Regions from separate parts of the Oryctolagus cuniculus genome. Here regions 1, 2, 3 and 5 are each linked to region 4. The links are chromatin contacts, called in public Hi-C and Micro-C maps. All regions are on one chromosome and are shown on one strand. Each heading gives the region's core, a stretch centred on a gene start, on an enhancer-like site or on the middle of the called end of the contact. The rest is flanking DNA. Distances are from core to core; before and after follow the strand shown.

Region 1 (2,831 bases), core at 320-2,819, 180 kb after region 4:
CTAAGAATGTGCTTTAGGGGAAAAGCCCTGGTCCAAGAAGGAGGCTGGGCTGCGGGGGCCGGGGCGGCCTCAGTGAGAGGTAGGCAGAGTGTCGGAGGTAGAAGACCCCGGGGAAGGAACGCAGGGCGAGGAACTGGACTTCTCGGAGGATTCCTCTGCCTTCTCTTCGCTTCCCGGGGGAGTGGCTGGAGAGATGGGCAGGAGCCCCTCCTTCTCACGTTTCTTCTGCTTCATCCGGCGGTTCTGGAACCAGATCTTCACCTGGGTCTCATTGAGCTGCAGGGACGCGGCGATCTCCACCCTGCGCGCGCGCGTCAGGTACTTGTTGAAGTGGAACTCCTTCTCCAGCTCCGTGAGCTGCTTGGTGGTGAAGTTGGTGCGCACCGAGTTGGGCTGACCCACGTAGCCGTACTCGCCAACTTTCCCTGGGGTAGCGTAAGGAGCCAAGAGAAGAAAAGGTTAAAAAATGTTAAAAATCGATGAGACCCCCTCCCCCCCCCCACACTCTTCAGAGCAACCTTCAGGTAAAGGATAAAATCAAGAACTTCTCAAGCGGGTTGGGGAGGGTGAGCAATGGGGCATTAAGCTGAAGTCAAGCATTAGCGTGGTCAGGCTGGTGATTAATGGAGCCTGGAGATATTAACAGGACGCCTCCAACACCAACACCCAGCCACACACACACACACACACACACACTCTCTTCCTATTTTCAGAACATTTAGACCCTAGCCCCTTTGTAAACACAGAGACTGCTGAGCCCCGACACACCTGGGCAGCGTCCCCATGCCCTACAACACTAGTTGGAAGCAAGAACCCCTTTTTCGAAAAATCATTCTTAATTTTCCTTGGGAACCAAGCACACCAACTCCTTCCAGATTCATCAAGGCGCGTCCACTGGCCGGCAGAACTGACCTGTTTTGGGAGGGTTTCTTTTGACTTTCATCCAGTCAAAGGTCTGTGCTGGAGAAGACGTTTCCAAAGCGGGGGAGCGACAGGCTTCTTGGTGGCTGGCGTGGAGAGGGGACAGGGGATTATTATACGTGGCCAGGGCCAGGCTCTGGTGCTCTTGTCCGTATGAGTGGTGAATGTACTGAGGCGAGCCCACCGTGCCCCCGGCATAACCCTGGTGGTGGTGGTGATGCTGAACCATGGGAGATGAGAGGTTTCCAGAGTAAACAGCGGGAGCGCACGGGGGGTACCCACCACTTACGTCTGCTTCCTGATTTAACCCGTAGGGACTGTAAGGCGCACCGAAGTTCTGCGCACCGTAGCTTGGACCACAACTCGAGTGGGAGTAAGACACCCCCAGGTTCCCAGAAGTCTGGTAAGTGGCCGGCTGAGGATGGTGGTGGTGATGGTGGTGGTGGTGGTGGTGGTGGGGCGAGCTGATCTGCACCCCCCTACCCACTAGGAACCGGTCGTCGCCGCCGCAGCTGTTGGCACTGACTGCGCACGACTGGAAAGTTGTAATCCCATGGTCCGAGGAGTAGGTTCGCGCAGAGCAGGTCCCCGAGTCGCCACTGCTAAGGATGGGGTATTCCAGGAAAGAGCTCATCCTTGCATTGTCCATCTGTCACTGAGTGACCGGGTCCTGCGAAGCCCTGGGTGACCGTGCCAACTTTCTCACTTCCTCCATGAGGCCGAAGAAGAAAAATGATATGAATGTACAGTGCGCAAGAGGGGGGGCGCGAGGGCGGAGGGCGCCAGGGGAGGCGCACGTGACTGGGCCAGCCAATGGCTGAGCCTCCTGCGAAAGTTTGCCGGCTCCGGCGGTGATGGATCACCGTTTCAGTGGCATTTAAGTCCCCGGCGCTCCTCCGTCTAGGTGACGCGCAGTCGCCCCCCCAGGCAGCTCAGGAGGCGGCAGAAGCTGCGGCGGCTGCAACTGCAGCTTCACAGCCCTGGGGCGAAGGGGAGCGGAGGCTGCCTTCTGCGCGCGCCCGAGTCCGCGCGCCCTCCCCCTCCGGGAGGTGGGGGCTGGGAGGCACCCCCGCCCCCCGCCCCCTCCCAGCATCGTCGGGAAGAGGAACTGGCAAGAGGTGAGAAGGGAAGAGGGCTCCCGGCTCTCCTGGGGCGGGAATCAGTGGGCTGGAGCTCGCTGGGTGGCCGCAAGTGCGGCAGAGCCCCCGAGCGTACAGAGCCGGAAGGGTGGGAATCCGGCGACCAAACGCCCCCGGCGCCCGGGGCGCCTCCGCCGCACTGTCCCTGCGTGAGGCCGTAGGGCTGTGAGGCGCTCAGAAGACGGTGACGCAGGGCGAGGCTGGCCGCTGGCTTTGCCAGCTCCGGACGGCGAAGGAAGGGCGCGGAGGGCTGGCTGGGAGGAACCAGGTGGGCGTGGAGCGCACGAGGGCGAGAAAAGAAACTTCCCTTTTCCACAGAGGGAGTCCGCAGCCCTCTCCCCCCAACCCCGGTTCGCCATTAGCATGGCAATGAGGAGCTCCTGTAATTCGACTCCCGGGGGCGGTTGAGCTCGCCGGAAAAGGCCGGGGGTGTCGGGGCTCTCGGTCGCCCTCCCTCTCCCCTCGCTCTCCGCCCCTTTCTCCTCCCCGCTTAGTCTGGCCCAGGGAACCCTCCGGGATCCCCAGACGCTGGGCCGCAGGATTTTGAGGGGTGGGAGGCGGGGGAGAGATGACGCTGGCAGACGTGGCGGGCGCGGGGGCCGGGCCGTGCGCGGCAGGCCATCTGCCGGCGCCTCAACCCAGGAGCCTGCGCGCTTCGGCGCGGGCCTCCAACGCCCGGCCGCAGCTTGCACAAAGTCCGCTCCACGGCCCCCGCCACGTTCCTCTTTTCCCGGAGGGCGCTGTGGGGAAGTGGGGGAGACTCTTCTTCCC
Region 2 (2,700 bases), core at 187-2,686, 210 kb after region 4:
TTTCCGGGCTGGCCGGTGGAGGCCGAGTTTGTGGACCGCATCTTGGTGTTGGGCAGTTTGTGATCTTTCTTCCACTTCATCCTCCGGTTCTGAAACCAGATCTTGACCTGGCGCTCGGACAAGCAGAGTGCGTGGGCGATCTCAATGCGGCGTCGCCGGGTCAGGTAGCGGTTGAAGTGGAACTCCTTCTCCAGCTCCAAGACCTGCTGCCGGGTGTAGGCGGTTCGAGAGCGCTTGGGCTCCCCTCCGTTATAACTGGGGTTGACTGAACCCCGCAGAAGACCAGGGAGAAGGCAGTGGAGGAGAGGGAGAAGAGAGGAGCAGGGGGAGAGAGAAGACGGGGTGGGGAAGAGCAATTGGACATCATCATTATAGAATAACCTGACACCAAGTTCACGCAAGATACATAAAAACGGCAAAGAAAATGTTTCACAGGCTATTGGCAACGGGAAACACCCGAGAGCCATAAAGAACGGCGCTGGGCACTGGGGCTGAAGAAAAGCTTCAAAGACACAGGGCCTGAAGCCTCTGCCAGGGCAATTAAATTTATGGGGGCTATAATTACTGCCCTAACAGTTTGGCGTCTCGTAAATCTCCCGATAAAGGGACCCTGGGTACAAAAGGGTTCTCATGTTGGGAGCAGGCGGCTGGCTGGCGCGCACAGCACACACCCACAGCCCACCGCAGTCCGGGCCGGACGGGGGCTCCCCTCCCGAAGACCCCCTTCCCCAGGGCCTCTCCCCGCTGACCCCCCGGCCCGGCCCCAGCCCACCCTCGCGCGCCTCCCCGGCGGCGCCACGTACCGGCGCTGACATGGATCTTCTTCATCCAGGGGTACACCACGGGCTCCTTGCCCTTCAGGCCCGGCGGGCTCTTGTCGGCCAAGAGCAGCGGGCACGCGGGGGCGCTGCCCCCTGCCGGGACGCCCGGGGTGGCAGGGGCGGCCTCGCAGCGCCGAGGGGGTGCGGGGGGCGCCGCGCGGTGCTGCGGTGCAGGCGGCGGCGGCGGCGGCTGCTGCCGGCCAGGCTGCAGGACGTGGCTCGCGTGCAGGCCGTGCGCGGGGCCCTTGGCGTGCGCCGGGGGCTGCTCTGGCTGAGGCGGCCGCCCGGGGCTGGCGCCGCCGCGGTAGCCATAGGGGTAGGCGGTGTCCGCGGCACCGTGCGCGGGGTAGAGCGCGGCCGCGGGGTAGGCGGGCTCGCGGGTGGCCCGCGGCGCGTAGTAGGTGGCGGGGGGCTCGCGGCTGCCGCCCGCGTGAGGGAGCGGGGGCTGCTGCGGCGGCAGGTGCTGGCTCGCGGGCGCCGGGGGCTGCTGGTAACCCGGGCCCCCGCCCGGGCCGCCGTCTCCGCCGCCCGGGCCGCTGTGCTGCGCGTACTCCTCGAAGGGAGGGAACTTGGGCTCGATGTAGTTGGAGTTTATCAAAAACGAGCTCATGGTCATTAATTTGTGAAGTGCAAAAATACTAATTTTTCTCGCGTTGTCGTTTTTCTGGGCTCGCCGAGGCCCCTCCCCCTCTCTCCTTGCTTCCCATCCCCCTTTCCCCGGCGCCCTTCCCCTCCCCCCGCTGTCAAGTGCCCACCCCTCCCCCTCCCGCCGACGCCTCCACCAAAGTTCGCGCCGCTCCGCCCCCGCGCGCGCACGCGCGCGCGCGCGTTCTGCCTCGGCCCCGCGCGAGCCCCGCCCCGAGGCCCACGTGCAACGCCCCCGCCAATGGGCGCGCCGCGCGCGCGGACCCGGATCAGGAAACGCGCGGGTGGGTGATGGATGCGACTGTCCGGCCCCGAGGTGGGGGGAGGGAGCGGGTGCTGTGGTCCCCTAGCCCCCCAACTTTATTCCCACTGGAAATTCGGGGGCCTGTCGGGCTGTCGGTCCTCTCCGGGCTCTAGGCCTGGGCTGTTTCGGGCCTAGGCTGCAAGGCTCCCGGGCGGCAAGCCCAGTGCTGATCCCGGGCCGTATCCAGCCAGGCCTCCCGTCCTGAGGGTTCGAGTCCGCCTCGGGGAGGGAAGGGCTTTGGAACCAGAAGGCACCCTGGCAGTTATCCTGGTCCCGGAATAAAACGAATGAGGCCTGCGGACCCGTTTTCTCACCAGCTGAGCCCTCTCCCTGTCCCCTGCTCGCTGCCTGTGCCAGCTTGGAAAAGCCTAATGCGACCCGCCCAGGTCGGGTGGCAGGGGAGCTTGGAGAAACCGACAGAGGGATGCACCGCGAGGCTGTTCCAATGTGACTGCATGGCCGCGTCGCGCTGTTGCCTTTTAGAGACAGCGTCTGTTTAGTCAGACAAATCCGGAGCCTTCCTGGTAGCGCCTAATTTGACGGAGGTGTGGAGGTGTCGATGAGAACGCTACCTATGCGGGTGTTTACTGGGGGAGAGTGAGAGAGACGTGGTCCGAGAATGCAGAATGCGGATGGAAGCGAGCGACGCCACCACAAGACCCGAGCTGCGAACCCCTAAGTTCCCACTTCAGAGCAATTCCCAAGCAGAAACAAGCTGAGGGTAGGATAAGCCCCTAGCCCGGGCCGATCGCCAATGGCGGATGACACTTCTCCAGCTAAGAATTTTGTTTTCCCTTTTGGACGCCTTTGTAGCTAAGGCTAGAGTTACGTTTACAGCACAGTCTATAATTCCTGAATTGCTGAAAATTAGCATATAAACGGTATCAGTAGCTCTGGAAAAGAGGGGACCCTTGCCTGCCATTTGGTAAT
Region 3 (2,700 bases), core at 133-2,632, 240 kb after region 4:
ATGGGCGATCTCGATGCGCCGCCGCCGTGTCAGGTAGCGGTTGAAGTGGAACTCCTTCTCCAGCTCCAGCGTCTGGTAGCGCGTGTAGGTCTGGCGGCCCCGCTTCCTGTCGGGTCCTGAGACAGACACGTGGACACACGGACAGAGAAGCAGACAGGGACACGGACAGGACGGTGCATTAGCCGGGCCGCAGTCCCAGACCCGTAGCTTCCTCCCCGCCCACCCACACACCCACCCACCCCCCCTGGATCTCATCCCCAGGCTGGGCTGGGGGAGGAGGCCGGTGCAGGGGAAGACCCCAACTGCAGTGCCCAACGCGCAGGCAGCCCTGTAAAGCAGCAAAGGCGCGCAACCCCAACCTCACCACCGACCTTTCCAGCCCGCTACGCATCCACAATGTGCCGCTGTCCCCTGACAAAGGGAAATCGCAAATGCAGAGTGTGGGCAAGTGGGAGACCCTCCCCGGCGGCCGGCGCCCCCATCCCCACACCCTCCCAAGGGCACACCACCCCTCTGTCCCTAGTCCCTCCTGGCCCTGTCTTGAAATGGCCCCTGGCACGGAGGCGCGTGAGGGGCCCTGCATGGCTAGGCTCTCCGTGTTTTGGAGAAAGAAAAGCCAGGCAGAAAGAAAAAAAGAGAGAAGAGAGAGCGAGAAAGTGAAGGAAGGGAGGGAGAGAAGGAGAGAACAGCGAACAAAGTTAATGTTAAAATTCCAAGGCAAATGGAGTTAAATAAATTTACGAGGATCGAACCCATTAATTGGGTCATAAAAAGTTTTATGAGCCTCATTTACATACAATGCTATGGGCTCTCCACGCAATGGCGCCTCAGCCCTAATTAAAACCAGAAAGGCAGCGCTGCCCGGAGTCACCGGGCCGCCGGCTCTCGGCCGCCCGGCTCTGCTCTCCCCAGCCCGGCGCTCCGCGCTCCGAAGCGCGGCACTCCCAGCTCCCGGCTCCCGGCCCACCCGCCGGCCCGCCGACCCGCCTGGCAGCTGCGCCTACCTGAAGACCGCATCCAGGGGTAGATGCGGAAATTGGCCTCGGCCGGGCCGTGCAGCGCGCCCTCGTCCGCCTTGTCGCAGGCGCCTTTGGCGAGGTCCCCGCAGAGCCCCGGGATGTTTTGGTCGTAGGAGGCGCAGGGCAGGTTGCCGTAGGCGTCGGTACCCAGGCCGTAGCCGGACGCGAAGGGGCTCTGGTACAGGGGGCTGTTGACATTGTACAAGCCCGGTACGGTCGAGGCGAAGGCACCGGCGCCCGCCCCGTAGCCGCTTCTCTGCGAGTTGGGCGCAAAGGAGCAAGAAGTCGGCTCGGCATTTTGGAACAGAGAAGCCCCCGCCGTATATTTGCTAAAAAGCGCGTTCACATAATACGAAGAACTCATAATTTTGACCTGTGATTTGTTGTCCGGCAGCTTTCAGTGTCGGTTTTACGAGGTAGCGTGATATATGATAACATTACACCCCCAGATTTACACCAAACCCCATTTTCTTTTGGACGGAGCTCGCCGCAGCACGTGACCGCCCACATGACCGCCTCCGCCAATCTCAGCAGCCCTCACAGGTGGTCTGGCTCCACCGAGCCCGCGGCTGCCTAGAATGGAAGGAGAAGAGGCTCAAATATGCGGCCGACGAATCTGCCCGCGCCCGGCAGGCCCGGCGCGCCCCGCGGGGAAGGACCTCGCAGCTCCGCGCGGGCGCCCTGCGGCCCTGCGGCCCTGCGGCCCGGGTGCGGAGACTGCGCACGGCCGGACGCAGCCGACTCCCTAGTGCGTGTCAGTGAACCCTGGACCAAGCTGGTGGCTCCCTCTCCGTTCTGCGGACCAGCCCCTGGAGGATGCTTGTGTCCCGCGCCCTCGCCTGCCCTGCGGTGGCCTTGAGTGCGGCTCTTGGCTGTGGGCCGGGCTCTTGGCCTGCGTCTGCCCCAGCCAGGTCCAGGGGGCGTCAGGCGGGACTTAGACCCCCGCCCGGTCGCGGCCGGCGCGGCATCGCTTCCAGCTGCAAACTGGAACCATGTGGTTCGAATAAAATCAACGTCTCCCAGCTTCCTTTCCTTAATCGGCGGCGCACTGTTTATCCGCCCTAAAGGAAGCAGTGAAATATTTATCTGTTAATGAGCCTCATTTGCCAACAGATTTATTAACGTGGGGTTCCCCTCCCTCCTCCCGGACGCTGCGGCCCTGCAGGCTGCGTGCGTTCACTCCTGGGCACCTGGCTGGCCTCCCGATAATGGCCGAGCCGAGCCCTTCTTTGTCCTCCCGCAAACCCCCGGTTTTCCCTGGCTCACGGGGAGCCAGATCTCTCACCCACCACCCACCCCCGCATCTTGTAAAAACCTCAAGCCCCACACCTCTCCAAACGCCACCCTTGCCATGTGGTGCCCCGCAGCCGTCACCGCAGTCACCCCTGAACCTCCACCTCGTGGGCTGGGTGTCTGGGAGCAATCTGGAGAGAAGAGAGGGGGCTGGGGAGTCCCAGTTCTTTTGGCTACTGCATCTTCCCGTGTACAAACTCGCTGGGAGCTGAGAACACTGGTCTCCCTCCCTCCCTACCATCCAGGTCCACAACTCGTGGTGCCTACCTTTCCAGGCCTCCAGCCCCTGCCCGGTGTCGGCCCATAGGAAGCCCCCGCTGCCCACCGCTCCCTTGGAGTACGGTGGGGCAAATCGTTCCCCTAAACGCCTCATAAACTGCCCAGCCGC
Region 4 (2,700 bases), core at 153-2,652:
AGGGGTACCCATTAATGACAAGCATTTCTTAGGGGGAAGGAGTATCCCACCACAAATGCATTCATCACACTGTATCGTGGTCATAAAACCTAAGTCTGCATTCAGACACTTAATATTTTTAAAATTCTATTTATGACGCTAACTACCAAAATAGTCTAACAGCCTATCAGGAGATTTGGTCTCACACAACGATGGCAGGCACTTACTGCTTCCAAAGTTATATTTTAGATGATTTTGGTTTTTCAAGAGTTAAGATAAGCAGGCTGTGACACAGGCATTTAAGAGAAACTCTTGTAAGCCACTTAATTTGAAAGATAGGTGTTTTAGAGGCAGGTGGAGTAAAAAAAACGATCCATTGAGTTTCCAGAATCCTGAGATATACAACACAAAAGAAACGATGGCAAGAATTCCAGGGCTTCAGGACAGACGTGTTCCCCCCTAACAAGCGCAGCGGCACGCCGTCGCCCCGCCGCGAGAGGACGCAGAGCCCACGGCCAGCATCCCCCCGGGCCACACCTCTCAGCCTCAGACAAGTTCCCGTAAGTGGCCGTGCAGAACTGGAAAGGGGAAGACGCGGGTGCGAAGCCGGGCACTCCGCGCGACACAGGAAGCTGGACCGCGCACACAGCCTTCCTGTTTCGCTGCGGTGTGTCCCTGGGGCTGAAGACAAGTGGCCATCTGAGGACCAGGCCCCGCGCCACAGTGTTCGGGGTGCGTGGGGGGTGGGGGGCTCAACGTCCAGGAAAGCAGGGATCTGGGAAATAACCAACTTCCCCATCCCCTAACCCCAAACACCTGTGGCGCCGGCGTCGGCCTGCACCCCTACCCCTCCGCCTCGGCTGGCGCGGCCTTCCGCCCCCTCCCCAGGGCTCGCACGGGCATTCATTCACCATCATTCTCTCACGAACACGCACACAGAACCGTGCTAATCTCGTCAGTGTTGCTGATCCCGCATCGGCTCTCCTCACACGCTCCCCGCCTCCCGGTCCCGGTCCCGCCCCCGCCGGCCAGAAGACGCGGGAGCCGCGAGGAGGGGAGGATGCTGAACGCTTCTGTCCCCGCCGGCTCGCCGTCCCTCGCCCCCGCCCCGGCGGCGTGCCCGCCCCCTTCCCGCGCGTTACCTGCCAACAGGTTCCTAATCTCCTCAGGGAGGGGGTAGGGAGAGGCGGTGCTGCCGGGGTTGGGCATGTCAGGGAGCGCGGGGCGTGAGGGGAGAGGATCTGTGCTGACAGGGGGACTGAGGGGCTGCGATCTAGGCTCGGGCTGGCAGTCCCGGTAGGGACAGCGGAGTTACCAGACCGGACTCTGCCAAGGCCTGGGCTCACAACAAGGAAGTCACTGACTCTCCAGCCAGCGGCGGCTGGACTCTCGGCCCGGCCCCGCCCGGAAGATCGGGGCGGGGCGATGGGCGGGGGAAGAGGCGCGCCGGGCCCGCGGGATCCAACTGCGCATGTGTGTCCGGGGGTTTTCCTGGCCTGGAAAGAAAGCGCCTCTGGACAAGCCACGCCCACCGCTACTCTGGGAAGCGGGAGGAGGAGCGGCTGGTGGGAAGGGGGCGGGGTGGGTCTGAGTCACCTGATCTGGCGTCTGAAGCGCCTGGTCACCATTTTGGGTTCTGGCACCACCGTTTCTGCAGGATTGTAGAAAATAATGTATCCGTGTTGCTTGGAAGATTTCCGATGTTCTTGAAATGGCCAGCCCCGCTGAGGTTCAACACCTGTCCCGGTAACACACAGGGAGTTTCCAGCAGTCCTAAATGATCGTGCCCTCCTTTGTCTTGTTGAGTGAAGGTAACCGAGACCCAGCTTCCGCCAGTCGACCCTGAGACGCCAGTCCAGAGCTACTTTGGAAAGCGTTCTGATTGGCTCTTCCGTTACTTTTCTCCCTAATTCCTATTCTTGGAGTGACTGATTTCTCCCACTACGAAAGAAGAATGGGTAATTCGAGGCACTATCCTTTGAGGGCAGAGGAAAAAAGCAGAAAAACACAGATACACTGTTAATCTGCAGGTATCCAAAAAATCGCTATGGTGATGAGTGAAATAAAATTATACAGTTGGCTCACTCGAACTTGACCATATAATCAACACTATCTTTGATTTCTAAATGTTCTTGAAGGTTTTTTGGCTCCTTTAATAGTGTGCCTCTCAACAATTGAAATCACTGAAACCCTAGTTAGCGCTTAACCATATTTGTCATCAAGTTAAATGAATACATTGGAGCCACCGAAGAGAGTAGAGACTCATAGAGGAAGTCTTAAAAGCTTTCAGTGAGTGTCCATTGTGTATTTCTCTTACTAAAAATATGCTTGGACACTGCTCGCTGGGATGCCCCCAAGAGCACATCCAGTCTCTACTGGACAAAACCTGCCACAGAAGTGGCAGCTCGTCTACTTCAGCCTTTACCTGCATTCCCCTTGGTGGAGACAGCAGCTCTTTCCTAGGTGCTGCTGCGATGTTTTGAACATTGTATCACGGCTGGTCAACATTACCTAAACTGGAGTTTGCATCACAGCCACAAACTACTGCGTCGCTGATCCTCAAATCTCAACCCCAGAAATTCGGATTCAGTGTTTTTAGAGTGTGGCTTGAGAGTTTGCATGTTAAACAATCCCCACGGGTGGATGCAGGACATCCTTCGACTTCATTTGGAGAATCATTTCACTACTTCCCAGATCCTAGAGGGCACAAAATTTGCCATA
Region 5 (2,700 bases), core at 201-2,700, 160 kb before region 4:
AATCTCAAACTCAAGAAAGCAGGTTAAAGAAAGTGCTTCATGTAGAAACGATACAGAGAGTCATCACGGCTCCTCTCTTGGGGACGGCTGGACTCAAAGCTTTTCCAAGTTACCTCTAAAGTCTTTGAGCAACTTGGAGATCGCCTGTGCTGAAGCTGCATTTTTCAACAGCTTTTTGTCAGCCCCAGTTTAGGACATTAGGCTCTGAATAAACATGCAACATACACGGAGTTATCAGCTCATCCTTCTAACGGCATAAGCACAATGGATGTGATGTGCTCAAACTGCCATACAGACCATTAACTGATTGATTATTTAGCGCTCTCCGCTCTGTAATACCACAATAAACTGGGTAATAAATGCTTTGTCACTTATACAATGTGCTGAAACACAGCACAGAGTTAAATACACTGGATGCTTTTGTTACCCTGAGAACTGTTTCCTGTTTTTAATTTCATGATAATTGAGTTTTGATGAGTTAACGCAAAAAGAATGCAAGTTATATCAATAAGATGTCCGTGTATTCACCAGCCAAGCAGAACACATCGTGCCGACAGCTTCCATCGCGGGAGTGTCCTGTGCGAGGTCTGAGGGACAGCCGTGGGTGGGGACGCGCGCTGCATCAGGCTGTCCCCTTGGTTTTGTTACAAGGCTCTCGACCAGCAGGCTTCTTGGCAATCCCAACACAACTAATCATAGTAGCACGTCATTGGGGTGTGCATCTTCCTACACACGGCTTGTGATTTACACAGAAGGTTGTTTATCAGAAAATTTACAAATTCTCTTTAATATCTAAAATGTTGGTTAAAGCCAAAACAATGAGAGAGAATCTGAATAACACAGAGTCTGAAAATTCAGGAAGCAGGATGCTACTTTTCAATTATACTTTCGATTATAAACAAGGGCTAGAAAACATACAACCTATCAAAAATCTCCCCATTGGACTTTTTCTCTGGTTTTCAGATGGGGAGAAGGGGGAGGTGGAAAGGAGAAGGGGGCCGCCAGGGAGAGACAGACACTTTCCTTTCCTGTCCACATTGGCACTGAACCCTCAGCAGGACCCACAGGGGCCTGGGATCCCAACCAAGAAGTACAAGGCTTGTGGCCAGCCTTCATGCATATTTTTTTTTTAACCCATAGCATGTATTCTATAAATGGACACTAGGGGGCACTCTGGCAGGCCAGATCATTCTAAACATTGTCAATTTTTTTTTTTTTTAGGAAAAAAAATCACTTAATAATAAAGTGACTGATTTCCTTTAAAAACCACTTATTTAGACAAATAGAGATTTAGAAGTTGAAACATTCTAGTCAGATTAAATCAACTGCTAAATGGGTCAAATGTTGTGCCCCATGCAGTCCGTCAGTGTCAGTTTAAAAGTCAGGGAATTAGAGCAAAGAGAGGGTGACATCATTTCACATGCAAGGCCCTCCCCCACAGTAACTGGCCAGGAGGTAAAAGGATCTAAATAGCTGCTCCTGTGTGTTCCCCATGCTGCTCAGCCTTAGGCTTGGTCCAAAAGGGTGGGAGAAAGAAAAGTTGAGCTGGAAACTAGAGCAGAGGTTGCAGCTTCGCCATGGGAGCCCCGTGGGTCTTCCCAGCTCCCCAGGGTGCTCTTGCCATTGGCAGGTACTCTCACAGTCGTTTTTCATTCAAAAGGAGAGAAAAAGAAAATAAGGAAGAACAAACCGTGTGGCGGTTTCTAACACATAATCTTTCCCACTTTGGGGTCTCTCTTCCCCTGGATGCACTTGGCGAAACTCCCATTAACACTAATGGGAGTTACAGGAGCACACGAGAAGAGAGGCCCCCACCGTGTGCAAGATGCATCTCTCCCTAGATGTGCATCAGGAGCATTTCATTAAACCTCACTGCTGCGAAGAGGCAACGGAGCTGGCGACTCGGCAACACTGGGAGAGGGATGCATTTTCAACTGTGCTTTCTATAATCTTGTGATGTGGTTACCCGAAGACTAACCTCATTTCTGTGCCCTATACGTGAGCTCTGATACAGAACAATTTATGTCATACAGCTACATTTACATGCAATTCACTATTCATGCGCAACATGCACTATGAGTTATAAAGCAGAAAAATCTCAACTTGGAGGTCTATGCTTTCTAGACTTAGTCTCCTTAGAAAAGTAACATTGAAATTCTTGACCTGAAATCTGGAGCTAAAAATTGGGAACAGTTTTGTTCCTTAGGGAGCAGCAAGCTCCTCTGGTTTGCTTTTTAAATTTTGAGTAGAGTTAAATACACCTCCAAAATCACACACAGATAAAATCTCTAAAGCATAGGAGGTTCACAAAAGTTACATTCACCTACACATGGAAAGATAAGCCATGTGAGATATGTAATTTTTAAATGAGGTAGAGTATGATATCATAAACACACACACTAAGATACAAATTAAGTCTGTTTTTTCTTTATGACATGGACTAATTTTCCTTTTCTATCTACATCATGATCTCTATTTTCAAAACTGCAAAAAAAAATTGCCTTACATTATGCTTTTTGTCCTAAGAGGCTTGAATGATCAAAGAAGACAAGAAAAAAAATAATACACTAGGCAGTCTATAAAGGATGTAAACAATGAACCCACTCCTGTTTTTTAAAAACATACAAAAATAGATCACTGGGCAATGTTAATAGAATTGTTATGCAAGGGTAAAGTAAACATTAAACATTGGAGATAGTC

The links. A called contact is a pair of places that touch in the nucleus more often than the background predicts.
Region 1: a Micro-C map of ear pinna shows a contact between it and region 4, with 2.3 times the contacts expected there. The contact joins the promoter of HOXA1 here to the promoter of SKAP2 in region 4. A contact is called at or near these places in 3 of 6 Hi-C or Micro-C datasets (ear pinna, psoas muscle and an unstated tissue).
Region 2: a Hi-C map of psoas muscle shows a contact between it and region 4, with 4 times the contacts expected there. The contact joins the promoter of HOXA4 here to the promoter of SKAP2 in region 4. A contact is called at or near these places in 3 of 6 Hi-C or Micro-C datasets (ear pinna, psoas muscle and skin fibroblasts).
Region 3: a contact with region 4 is called in a Hi-C map of psoas muscle, with 3 times the contacts expected there. The contact joins the promoter of HOXA7 here to the promoter of SKAP2 in region 4. A contact is called at or near these places in 2 of 6 Hi-C or Micro-C datasets (psoas muscle and an unstated tissue).
Region 5: a Hi-C map of liver shows a contact between it and region 4, with 6 times the contacts expected there. The contact joins the enhancer-like site here to the promoter of SKAP2 in region 4. A contact is called at or near these places in 5 of 6 Hi-C or Micro-C datasets (ear pinna, liver, psoas muscle and 2 more).

What each region holds. Positions count from the first base shown.
Region 1 is chr16:18,724,737-18,727,567 of mOryCun1.1, forward strand. HOXA1 (homeobox A1) reads right to left here and starts at 1,570. Exons shown (of 2, transcript NM_001171397.1): 1 at 913-1,570; 2 at 70-425. The coding sequence starts at 1,570. The coding sequence ends at 70. It overlaps LOC108177218 (a long non-coding RNA gene), which reads left to right and starts at 1,769. Exons shown (of 2, transcript XR_001794031.3): 1 at 1,769-2,039.
Region 2 is chr16:18,758,440-18,761,139 of mOryCun1.1, forward strand. It overlaps HOXA4 (homeobox A4), which reads right to left and starts at 1,437. Exons shown (of 4, transcript NM_001171400.1): 1 at 1,223-1,437; 2 at 986-1,220; 3 at 804-984; 4 at 1-265. The coding sequence starts at 1,437.
Region 3 is chr16:18,784,055-18,786,754 of mOryCun1.1, forward strand. It overlaps HOXA7 (homeobox A7), which reads right to left and starts at 1,383. Exons shown (of 2, transcript NM_001171402.1): 1 at 1,005-1,383; 2 at 1-116. The coding sequence starts at 1,383.
Region 4 is chr16:18,545,322-18,548,021 of mOryCun1.1, forward strand. SKAP2 (src kinase associated phosphoprotein 2) reads right to left here and starts at 1,403. Exons shown (of 13, transcript XM_002713727.5): 1 at 1,122-1,403. The coding sequence starts at 1,188.
Region 5 is chr16:18,382,996-18,385,695 of mOryCun1.1, forward strand. The region is part of intron 10 of SKAP2 (src kinase associated phosphoprotein 2); the gene reads right to left. Among named protein-coding and RNA genes, the nearest start is that of SKAP2, 160 kb to the right of the region's middle. Within about 2 kb of position 1,451, at least 3 of the 8 cell types and tissues checked have an H3K27ac peak or open chromatin away from gene starts, as enhancers often do.